Linked DNA regions of Mus musculus: region 1 is linked to region 2. Evidence: chromatin contacts called from public Hi-C data. All regions are on one chromosome and are shown on one strand. The core of a region is the stretch at or near the end of the contact, and the rest is flanking DNA. Distances in the headings are between cores, read along the strand shown.

Region 1 (6,564 bases), core at 3,467-5,966, 3.4 Mb before region 2:
TCTGTGTCTCATGACAAAAACCACAAACAAAAACAAGATAGCAACAGAGAAAAAGAAGACACCAGTATCTCTAAGCACACTCGTCCACGCCTGGACTTGTACAACCAGCCAAGCCAAATGCTATTTCCTGACGGGGTCAGATTCCACATCGACTCCCTTTCTCCTGAAAAACAATTTGCCTGACGGCGGCGATTAGTGACAAGTCAAAAGCACCCTTAGGTGGCCAGCCTACTCCAAACGTTGGCCACTCGGAGGCGCAAAAGGTCTGCCACTGACCCTTTCTGACCTCCACCGACTGGTTGTGGGCTCTGACCCGCACCTCCTTCCAATGCTCCAGAGTCAGAGAAAGGGGAGTGGACACAGATTGTCCCATTTCTAGAAAAACAGTAGTCACAACAAGAGCGGACACGAGACTAAGACAAAAAAGAAACCAGAAGAATCAGATGGCCTCTCCAAGGCCGGCCGATTGAGACCCTCTGCACGAGGTGGGACTCGAACCCACGATCCCGTGACCAGACGCGAGGCGGGACTCGAACCCACGGTCTCGCAACAAGGTGCGAGGTGGGACTCAAACCCACGATCTCGCAACAAAACGCGAGGTGGGACTCGAACCCACGATCTCGCAACTGGGCACGAGGTGGGACTCTAACCCACGATCTCGCAACCCCAAATGGTCTCTTGGCCTTCAAAGGGGTCCACCAGGCGTCCCTGATCCTCCCCTGTTCCTCCTGGGACGTCTCCCAGGGTGAACGGACGGTGGACACCTGGACACGTCTATCCTTATCCACCCCGCACTCCCTCTCGGAGCGCGGTCTCACTGAGCGTCCGCAAAACTGAAACTGCGATCGCACCAGACTTAGAAACAGAACACAGACATCAGAACACAGACATCAGACCAAAACAGAACAAAGAATCTTACCTCTAAGTGGGTCTAGGACCTCTGGGTGGTCGCGCTGTTTCCCGGCCAATGCACCAAATGAAAGACCCTCGAGGGGAGACCCTCACTCAGACACTCAAGTCCCGGGACAGCCGCGTACCCAAGAAGACACTGAGACCATACATAAAATGTAGAAGGCAAGATTTAATAAAGCAGCGACATGAAAGCACACAGACCAGAGCTCTGGGGTCGAAATAAAGCAGCAACATGAAAGCACAGAGCTCTGGGGTCGAAACTCATACACCTAGCGGCACCTAGTGGTGTAGAGGAGAATCGACGGTCAGCAAAAATTTTTTACAGGCTTATATAGTAAAACTCAAAGGGGGAGAACTGGGCAGGGAAAGTACAAGTTTACATCACTAGGGAGTTCTGCCAAAGGAATCTACGTAACTAAGGAGTCATGTCCTATCAAGGAACCTACGTAACTAAGGAGTACCTGGTTCATTTTGAGGTTGTTCTAGGAGGCCTTTATCTCAAAAATGTTCTTGGAACAGTTTTTAGTTGGGAGGGTTCGAACTTTAGGGTGAGGAGTTTTGGGGTGAAAAGTTTAGGAGTGTTACAATCTCTAGATGGGAGGGGGTGGGCTCCGAGGTAAAAAATTCATGTTTTCACAAGAGGCCAGTAATTTTCTATTCTTCAACAGAATAATGCAAACTAATAACTGTAGATGCAATGATGGAAAAGAAAGTTACTACCATTTGAACACTGATTTAGGCAAGAATCATGAATTGTTGTCAGACCTACTAAGTGTATGGCTAGAGGAAGAGGAGGACATTTAAGGAAAAAAGCAAAAATACTTCCCAGATTATTTAATGGAGGAAAATAAACTTTTAAATTACATAAAGAAATGCAAGTGTGGCCCTTAATTGGATCCTGGTTTGTACAAAGCATCTATAAAACCTATTTTGGGAAATAATTTAATTTAAATATGGAATGTTAGTAAATATTCAAATATTTTTGCCACCTGTGATGTAATTTGTTTTTATAGAGGTTGTATTAGTCAGAGTTCTCTAGAGTCACAGACCTTATATATATTCCATATATATGGAATTTATTGGGAAGACTTACAGACTACAGTGTAGCTAATCCAACAATGGCTAGCTGTGAATGGGAAGTCCAAGAATTTAGTAGCTGTTCAGTCCCACAAGGCTGGAAGTGTCTCAACTGGGTGTCTGTATATTCTGGAATTCCAAAGTAGGCTCCAAAGCCAGGGAAAAAATGAATGCGCTACAAGAGAAAGCACTCAGGCAAAGAGCAGAACCTTTCTTCTTCCAATCTTCCAAGTTATATAGACTTTCTTTCTTTTTTTTTTTTTTTTTTTAGTTTGGTTTTTCGAGACAGGGTTTCTCTGTGTAGCCCTGGCTGTCCTGGAACTCACTCTGTAGACCAGGCTGGCCTTGAACTCAGAAATCCACCTACCAAGTGCTACCTAGCCTTCCAAGTGCTAGGATTAAAGGTGTGTGCCACCACTGCCTGGCTAAAGATTGAGTTATTTATTTACCTCATGTATGTAAGTACACTGCAGCTATCTTCACACACACCAGAAAAGGGCATCGGATCCCATTACAGATGGTTGGGAACTACCATGTGGTTGCTGGGAATTGAACTCAGGTCGTCTGGAAGAGCAGGCAGTGCTCTTAACCATCTCTCCAGCCCCACATGTAGACTTCCAACAGAAGATGTGGCCCAGGTTAAAGGTGTGTCTTCCTGTCTCAAGATCCAAATCAGGCTTGTCTTTCACCTCAAAGGTCCCAACTAGAAGTAAATCTACCCACTTCAAACCAAGCAGAATATCTTTCACAAGTTTGCCCTCCATTTCTGGATTGTACTTCATTCCAGATATAGTCACACTGGCATCCAAGAATAGCCATAACAGAGGTGTAAACTAAAGTGGAGCTCCAGAAGTCTACGGCTCTCTTCAAAATACTTAAATGACTTTGAAACTGAAGTCCAAATCCAAGTCTTAATTCCCTGATTTACTGTTACCACTTAATGTTCATTGAATGCTTATAAAACGGTAATTACATAGAATTTTACAGACAAGGGTTCAAAGAAATGACCTACCTGGAATACATTTTTTATTCAAAGTACCAACTGAGCTGATGTAAATTTAGAGGTAAAAGAATACTATTATTGAGCCGGGCGTGGTGGCACATGCCTTTAATCCCAGTACTCGGGAAGCAGACGCAGGCGGATTTCCAAGTTCGAGGCCAGCCTGGTCTACAAAGTGAGTTCCAGGACAGCCAGAGCTATACAGAGAAACCCTGTCTCAAAAAACAAAAAACAAAAACCAAAAACAAAAACAAAAAAATACTATTATTGGTAGTTTACTAGGTTCGTGACACCAAACTGTATAAAAGAAATGTGACAGAAGGTCTGCTGTTACATCACAGAGCTAAAGATATCTAGACTAGCTAGTTTCTTAGTGTGGTTTGAAGCAGCAGACATAAAATTTCTTAACCACGCCGGGCGTGGTGGCACACGCCTTTAATCCCAGCACTCGGGAGGCAGAGGCAGGCAGATTTCTGAGTTCGAGGCCAGCCTGGTCTACAAAGTGAGTTCCAGGACAGCCAGGGCTACACAGAGAAACTGTCTCGAAAAACGAAAAGAAAAAAAAAATCTCTTAACCCTTTAGATATCGCTGCTTCCTACAATTTGACTGAGATACTTCGCATGCTGAGAACGTGAAGGGCTGTTTTTAAAATCCCTTTCTTTGGGGGCACCAAACTAAAGAAAAGCTCTCCTCTCCAACTTATTTGTAGGAGTATCAGAGACTATCAAAATAGCTACTTTATTTCATCCATGTTACTTTTGTATACAGGGGTGTGTTGTTACAGAAGTACAGTGGTACACTGAAGAGGTATCCACAGCTCTCTTCACAAACACTTCAATGACTTTAAGAAACTGAAAATTAAAACCTGTCTTAACTTCCTAATTTGATGTTACCACTAAGTGATCGTTAGCTATTAATAAAACATACTAATTATACAGAACTTTTGCAGACAAGGGTTCAGAGAGCATTTAAGTCTGGGTACCAGCCCTCAAGATGAAAATCGTTAGCCATTTTTTTCCTGCCCCTCTAAAGACGAAAGGTGGCGCTGCCGTCACTGGTTCAGCAATGGGGCGTGTGCGGCCTCCGCACGTCGGAAGAGGAAGGTCCGCGTGCCGCCACGATCCGCCTTTCCTGGGAAGCCGATTTTGTCCTGCTCTGAACAAGATGTAAAAAGAAGCCGGCGTGCGAGCCCTCGGGCGCCGCGACCTCAGCCCAGCGAATGAGAAAGCGTCGGGACTTAGCGCAGCACGCCGGGGTTCCGCCTCGAGCACGCTGCAAGGGCCAGACCTACCCGGCGAGGGACGCCCAGAGTGGCCCCGCCCCCACGCCTCTAGCCCCGCCCCGGGTCGCTGACGTCAACGGTCACGTGCCGCGCGATCCAGGCAACCAGGAGCTCCCCCGGTTCCGGAAGTCTCGCAAAGCCGCGCCAGGCTCCGCCCGTCGCCGTGACGTCACTCTCAGTCCCTACCACTACCGAGCCTCCGCGTCCGGGTACCGGGAGAACCACGGTTTCCTCGGAAGCAGCGCGGTCGCCTCCGCATCCCTGGTCCGTTCGAGAGAGGATTTCGAGGTCGTTGCCCGGGCCGGCCGGGGAGCACTTGCTTGCGGTACGGAAAGTCAGCGGCGTGCAGGCCTCCCCGCGCCAGCTTTTCCCCCCTCTCAGCCGGTCCGAGTGCACTTGGTTCCGCCGAGGCGCACGACGGTTCCGCCCCCTTCTTCCTTGTCATTGATGTTGTTGTTCTTGTCAGTGCCGCAACCCCGACCGCCGGGAGCGCGAACCCGAGCCGGGGCCGCCCGGTTGGTGCGGTGGCGGCGGCGGCAGCGGCTGCGGCTGCTGCAGCTGCGCCGGCTGCGGGGGCTGCTGCGAGGACTGCGCAGGCGGCCGGGGACGGGCGGCCGGCGGCCGAGCCGGATGGCTCTGTGCGGGCAGGCGGCCGGCGCCGCGTCGCTGCCCAGCGAGCTCATCGTGCACATCTTCTCCTTTCTGCCGGCGCCCGACCGGCTGCGGGCCTCGGCCTCCTGCTCGCACTGGCGGGAGTGCCTCTTCTACCCAGCGCTGTGGCCCCAGCTCCGCATCTGCCTCCGCGTCTCGCCCGCGGAGCAGCCGCGGCTAGAGTTCCTCATGCGCAAGTGCGGCTGGTTCGTGCGGGAGCTGCGGGTTGAGTTCGCCGCGGAGAATTATCTGAGCGGAGGCGGCGGCCCGGGCGACGGCGGTAGCGGCGGCGGCACCGACACGGGCACCGGAGGGGAAGACGGGGAGGCCCTGCAGCTCTCCTCCCGCTGGCTGGAAGTACTGCGCATCTACTTGGAGCTGGTGTTGTGCGTGCTGCTCAGCATCCGGAACAACAGGTAGGCTTGCGTGGGGACCGAGAGGGTCTGGCCTTCCGCTGGCCTTGGGAAAGATCCCGTGGGGTGTGCCGGCCGGCCTCAGGATGGCCTTGTGTAGGTGCAGCTATCCGTTCCTGACCAGACTATTTCCGGAGACAGAAGAGGTGATAACGGGACTCCTGGAGCGTCTCAGGCATGCTTTCATTCATCCGTTCTTGTCCATGGGCTAGAGCTGCTGGGCAATGCCATTATCTTATGCGTGGGAAAGTTGTGAGTTAAGGGTGAGGCCTGTACAAAAAAATAAGGTGGTTTTCTGATTCTGAATTTGACCATTGGTGATGGGTAATTAATTCATAGTGACGAGGTGAGTAAGTTTCCTTGCTGATGTCCATGATTACAAGAATTAACCTATAAGAATTCTTTAACAGTCCTTTTCTTACCTGAAATAGTTTTACTAGCCTGGGCCATGTCCAAAGACTGGGAGGAGTGCTAGTTAAAATCATTAGGGGAGGAAAATTGTCAGACTTGAAGCCGCATCCCATACACCATCAGGCTGGACTTACTCCCAGTGATTCACACAAAAGTAACGCTACCTAACTTGGGGTGGGATAAAGGAGCTGGGCATACTGTGGGGGTTAAGTATGAGACTCATTGTGCATCAGGACTTTAGTGTAATTCCACCTAGAGCTCATGGCCCATATTCGGACTCCAGCACAGAGTCCCTATGAAAGTCTAGTGCCTGCCAAACCATATTTATATTTTCTTTATCTGGATATTCATTCCAAACTTACAATGTCACTCTTAATTTGGAAGAAAAATAATTGCAGCAGTTTACAAATAATTATTAGTGATTGGACATTCCAACACTGCTAGGGTCAGGGCAGAAAATATTGTACTGTAGAGAGCAGAACTGGGTGCTTACTAGGTCAAGTGATGTACATGCTGTTGTGTGGCAGTTTTCCTCTAAGCAGTGTCCTTCCTTCCACAATCTATATCCCACCATCTTTATGTTAAATAGAGTTGAGAATAGATTGTGATTAATACTAAGTCATATGTGTCATACATATTTTCGTGATCTATAATTAAATCAAGAGTTTAAGCAGGGTGGTGGCAGCACACGCCTTTAAAGCTAGAGCTTGGGAGGCAAAGGCAGGAGGATCTCTGCCTTTGAGGACAACCTGGACTACAGAGTGAGTTCCAGGAAAGCCAGGGTTTCACAGAGAAACCCTGCTTCAAATAGGTTAAA
Region 2 (6,112 bases), core at 341-2,840:
TGTTGCACTCACTGGTGAATTACTATTTGAAGACAAAGGCTACTGATAAAACAACACATCACTGTTTTTATGTACATTTCATGTATTCTGTAGATTTGATGTAAAATTCTAAAAGAAGGGAGCTGTAGAGATGGCTCACTAGTTAGGGGAGTATATGCTCTTGCAGACAACCCAAGTTTGATTTGCAGTACTGAGGCTGGGTGGCTCACAACTGCCTATAAGTACAGCCTCAAAAGGCATGTTTGTGTAGATGCTTGTGTGCATGCACGCACGCGCGCACACACACACATTCACACACACTCACAGATTCAAAATAAAAATCAATCAGCTCAGCAGTTAAGAGGACCTAGGTTCAATTCCCAGCACCTCCATGGCAACTTGCAGCTGTCTGTAACCCTAGTTCCAGGGGATCTGATACCATCTCACAGACATATATGTAGGCAGAACACCAAAATAAACAAACAAACAAGCTGGACAGTGGTGGCACACACTTTAATCTCAGAACTCTGGAGGCAGAGGCATGTGGATCTCTGTGAGTTCTAGGCCACCTTGATCTACAGAGTGAGTTCACAGCCAGGGCTACACAGAAAAACCCTGCCTTGGAAAACCAAAACGAAAAAAGCAAATGAATAAACAAACAAATAAAATAAATTATTTAAAGTCTCTAAAGAAAAATACAAACAAAATTGTCTAACAAATATTAATTCAGAGTGACGGAAGATAGATCAGCAGGGGACTGGGCACTAGGGACAGGCAAAGACAAAAAGCCAGAGTTTGTGATTACTACTTGTGTTTTGTAGTTTTTTGTTTTGTTTTGTTTTGTTTTGAGACATGGTCTAACGTAGCTGCCATTGACCTTGAATTATGTCTTCCCAAATCCTAGTATGACAGCAGAGCACTACCACACTTAGTTAATTGTTTTACTTGGATCTTACACAGCGTTCTTTGGATTTAGGTGAGTATTTCACATCTAAAGACAGCCTTCCTTTAAAATCATCCAGATTTCTTAATTTTTTTTCTCTGATATATGGTAGGATGCATTTACTTGTACAAGATATTTTATTTATTTATGTCTGTTTTCTTGGTGCTGGAGATCTGGTGCTAGAGCGAACTGCAGCTCTAGCCATGTGCATGTTAATTTAAAGGAAAAGGATGCAACACTCCCACGCATCTCTAAAGTACAGTACATTTTTAATCATTATTTTGCAAGACGCAGGAAGAATCCAAATTAGAAAGTGAACGGTTTGCAAAACACAGGAAATATCCAAATTAGAAAGTGAAATGACGTCAGAGCCAAGGCTTCAGAGCTAGTATCAAGCTGGCCTTGCACATCTGTTCTGATGTTTAAGTTACTCAGAGCGGTTTAAAGAGTGGAGATGAACGACTTTTTCAACAAAAACTCTAGGAACCGCTGTTTACAAGGAGCACACAGTAGACAACACCTTCCTTAACTTTCTTGCCCTTCTTCATTACTACAGACACAGGAAACCAAGAGGCTATAGAGGCAGGAATGAGCTCACGCTGACATGACGTCACGAGCACTTGACGTCAGAAGGCGGTTGCCACGGGGACCGTTCGCCACCGACGGCAGAGTCGTGAAACTCCATCACCACACGACTCGGTTTTGGCCTCCGCGGGGTTGAAGCTGCTAGAGACGCTTCAACCTTAAGGGGGCCTCAGGGAGAGAGGAGTGGCGCCGCGGCGGAGCGCTCCCTCTCCGCGGCTGTGGGGATTCCTGCCGCGGCCTGGGCGGCGGCGGCCGCTCCGCGTCTCCTCGTCGCTGCAGCGCGCGGGGCGGATCCGCCATATTGGAGCCGGGGCTGCAGGTTCCGTGCGGCGGCGGCGGCGAGAGGCGGGCCTGGCAGCGGGGCCCGCGCGGCAGCGGCGGACGCGGGGGAACGCATGAGCCGCCGCGGCTAGCCTCTTCCCCGCCCACCGCCTGCGCTGGGTCGTCGGGACCCGGCCGGGAGGGGCCGCGGCGGCCGCAGGATGTTCTCTAAGAAGCCGCACGGGGACGTGAAGAAGTCCACCCAGAAGGTGCTGGACACCAAGAAGGACGCGCTGACCCGCCTCAAGCACCTGCGCATCGTCATCGGTGAGGGGAGCCGCGACCCCGGGGCGCCGCCGCGGCGGCCTTGCTGCCCCCGGCCTGTCACCCCGCGAGCTCCGGGCTTCGCCCTCGCGACCTGGCGCGGTCGGGAGTGAGGGCCGGCGGCGCCTCTGCCCACGCGCGGGCGGGCGGCGAGGGAAGGGGACAGCTTGGCAGTTGGTACAAATCAGTCAGCACCAGCACGGAGAGACCCACGTTGGAGTTCCTGGTCTGATTGTTTAAAAAAAAAAAAATGACAGTCAGGCCAGAAACTTAAGTCCTTGATGAGACTTCAGGGACACTTGGCGTTGTGGGTAATGGTGTTTAGAGGGTGTGCTTGCCATCTGACTACTGCCATCCCCACCCGAGTGCAAAGCAAAGCAAAGCAAAGCGCTGGCTCGGCCAGTGGAACCCGTAGTCTTTCAAGTTTTTTTGGCAGGTGAGGGCCCTGGAGGAAGCAGTTGCACCTCTTTGGGAAGTGGGTGGTTCCTGAAGCTTGGGGAAAGAACCCCGCCCTATACACCCTGTTCTTCATTTGCTGTCCTTTAGGAAGAAAACTAATTATAGAGAAGAAGGTTCTCGTGAACGATACAGAATTAAGTTTTCATTAAAAATTTCTTACTCTCTGCCGTCTCATCAACTTTAGTGTCTCTGAAGACCGAAGCAAGCTAGATTTGGGATAAAGTGTTAAGCGAGGATTTTTGGATACTTGGTCATAGACAACTTGGATTTTTTTTTTTTTTTAAATGAAGAAATTTTGAGGTAAAAAGGAAAGTTGACCAGGGCTTAGACATATAGAATGACAATAGGATAGCTGAGGTTAGATCTCAGATGTCTGAATTCTAATTCAGAGTTTATCATCTCAAGCTGTCCTCCTAATTTCTGTCTGTTTTGGAAAGTGACTTATATGTTTAGTGGTGTGTCCTCTGTTTCATGGATGGATTTCTCTACTGTGTTGTGACTAATACCACCAATGATACCCAACATTTGTGTGGTGTTTTGCTGTCTACAAAGGGTCTCACATGAATTAGTATAATCCAACATGACCATCTGTCTAGAAATAGAGATATTATTTGCCATTTTAAAAAATATATAAACAAAAAAGTTGAAGATGGATGGAGCTGGTGGAGACTAACGACCACAACGAAGCCTAGATTTTCTGTCTCTGATTTGTTTTTCAGCCTTCCTACATGTCTGACAGCTAGTCTTAGTTATCACAAGTACTTATACCTGTGGTATAGTGAGAAAGCAATTAAATCCATCTTATGTAAACCATTTAAATATGGTAGAGGTTTTTAACATTTCCATTTTGGAGTTAAGTCATTGAAGATTTGCGTGAAAAGATATGCTGAGACACGCAAAGTCATCGGCACGTAAATGTATTACAAAATAACGGCCGTTTGAAAGTGGACACTTGGTGCAATCTGACTCTCACTTGAGACAAGCTGTAGATTGCATAAATGCAGTTGTAACTATAAAGCTGAGTTACAGCAGGGTATTGAGAGTTCCTAAATTACCTGCCACAGCATAGAGGGTTTTGTGGTTGTGTGTATGTGTGTAGTGTGTGCATGTGTGTTTCCTAACTTGGGAAACATCAGATGTATTACTACCACACATGTTGGATATTTTGTAGGACCTGGCTTCCTCAGTTCGAAAATGGAATACTTAAGAAAGCAAAAAAACCTTTTGCTTTCATAATTTAAGGAGTCTTTTAAGAATGAAATCACCAGGAATGTCTTACCTTTCACAACTTTCTTATGTACCTGTGCCCTGTGAGAAGCCCACACTCAAGTGTAGAACCACAGTGCTTAACCAAACACATTGTGCCAAAAGCAGTTATCATGTCTGGAAACACTTTTTCTGTGGAGAGTTGCTACTACATATAAGTATGCTAAATGCTGCTAAACAGAAAAGTCCCTCACAACAGTACCCATGCCCTACATATCAGAATAGCATATTCTGAGGCCTTGTCATAATGCATACTAAAAGATGAACTCCCAAATGCTAGGGTTAGTTTTAAGTTCTCTCCCTCTCTGCCTCAGGGCTAGGAATTGACCTGGGGACTCAAGTGTGCTAGCAGGCCTGCACTTTGCTGCTGAGCAACATTTTGGCTTCAATATTTAATGGTTACAGTTATTTCATTTAAAATAAGATGCCTGGCAGTGGTGGCGCACACCTTTGATCCCAGCACTTGGGAGGCAGAGGTAGAGGCAGGCAAATTTCTGAGTTTGAGGCCAGCCTGGTCTATGGAGTGAGTTCCAGGACAGCCAGGACTGCACAGAGAAACCCTGTCTCAAAAAACCAAAAAAAAAAAAAAAAAAAAAAAAAAAAAAAGGAAAGAAAGAAAGAAAGAAGATGAGTGGGAGAAAGATAAAGTTGAACTCCCTTAGAGGCTTGCTCACTGGTTCCTATTTTGTAGTTGAAAGAGTCATTTTAAATCCCTTTTGGAAATAAATAGGGTTTTAAGGAAATACAATGAAGAAACTACTTAGTCTGCTAATAACACAGAATCATATTGGACCAAACAAAAGTACTGTGCACTAGGGGTAATTATAGAAGTCAGTACATGCATAAAATAGTGACTCCCTTAGAAAAAGTATGTCCAGACATGATCGACATGTCTCCTGTAGGCATCACTGATCTACAGCTGCTTTAGTGTGGTCTTCTATATAGGTCCTTACTCACTGGGTAGAGGTCTGAAGGAATATCCAACATTTGAAAGATGGCTTCTTCAGTGCTTTTCATTTAAAGAAATGTATATTTTTATTTTTCATGTTAGTATGTATGCCTGTGCATTACATATGTGCTTTGGTACTCACAGAAGCCAGAAGAGAGTGTTTGATCCCCTAGAACTGGAGATGCAGATAGTTGTAAGCTACCATATGGGTGCTGGGACTTAAATCTCTAGGTTCTCTGGAAAGTGGCCAGTGTTCGTTCGTTCTTTCTTCTCTCTCTCTTTTAAGATTTATTTACTTATTATATGTACACTGTGGCTGTCTTCAGACACACCAGAAGGGGGCATCAGATCTCATTACAGATGGTTGTGAGCCATCATGTGATTGCTGGGATTTGAACTCAGGACCTCTGGAAGAGCAGTCAGTGCTCTTAACTGCTGAGCCATTTCGCCAGCCCACAGCCAGTGTTCTTAACCATTGAGCTCTCTCTCTTTTGCCTGCCTGCCTGCCTGCCTGCCTGCCTGCCTTCCTTCCTTCCTGTCTTAAGTCCTTACATTATTAAAATAGCAAATCAAGGGGTGTGTGTCTTCTTTCGCTTAAAAATTATTATATAAAAACTTAAAACTTGCTGGGCGTGGTGGCACATGCCTTTAATCCCAGCACTGGGGAGGCAGAGGCAGGCAGATTTCTGAGTTTGAGGCCAGCCTGGTCTACAAAGTGAGTTCCAGGACAGCCATGGCTATACAGAGAAACCCTGTCTCAAAAAACCAAAAAAAAAAAAAAAAAGCAAACAAACAAAAAAACCCAAAAAACAAAGAACAGGCGGTGGTGATGCACACCTTTAATCCCAGCACTCGGGAGGCAGAGGCAGGCAGATTTCTGAGTTCGAGGCCAGCCTGGTCTACAGAGTGAGTTCCAGGACAGCCAGGACTATACAGAGAAACCATGTCTCGAAAAACAAAACAAAAACCAAAGAAACTTAAAACTTAAATATCCAGTAGTAACCTTTTTGTTGGCTTGTGTGTTTCCACTGTAGTGGAAATTCCAGTTAAATTTATAGACCTTAGCCAGGTGTAATGATGCATGTCATTGCCAAGGCAGGAGGATTACAGGTTAAGACACTCGGGGCTACAGCTACATAGTGAGTACCACACCAACCAGGGCTACATAGTGAGACTCTGTCTCAAAAAAATATTAACCTCTCCTCTGATGGACTTAGATTTTAAATCTGCTGGCTGCTTATGATTATCATACCATGTATTTGGTTTGTAGGAACTAAATGTTAAGCAAAAAAAAAAAAAAAAAAAAAAAAAAAAAGAGGCCTTGTCTGGTCTGGTTTATAGAGTTT

Evidence for each region. A called contact is a pair of places that touch in the nucleus more often than the background predicts.
Region 1: a contact with region 2 is called in a Hi-C map of CD4 T cells, with 4 times the contacts expected there. The contact joins the promoter of Fbxo33 here to the promoter of Ralgapa1 in region 2.

What each region holds. Positions count from the first base shown.
Region 1 is chr12:59,217,635-59,224,198 of GRCm38.p6, reverse strand. Fbxo33 (F-box protein 33) reads left to right here and starts at 4,716. Exons shown (of 4, transcript NM_001033156.4): 1 at 4,716-5,339. The coding sequence starts at 4,720.
Region 2 is chr12:55,816,645-55,822,756 of GRCm38.p6, reverse strand. Ralgapa1 (Ral GTPase activating protein, alpha subunit 1) reads left to right here and starts at 1,590. Exons shown (of 42, transcript NM_001368814.1): 1 at 1,590-2,095. The coding sequence starts at 1,990.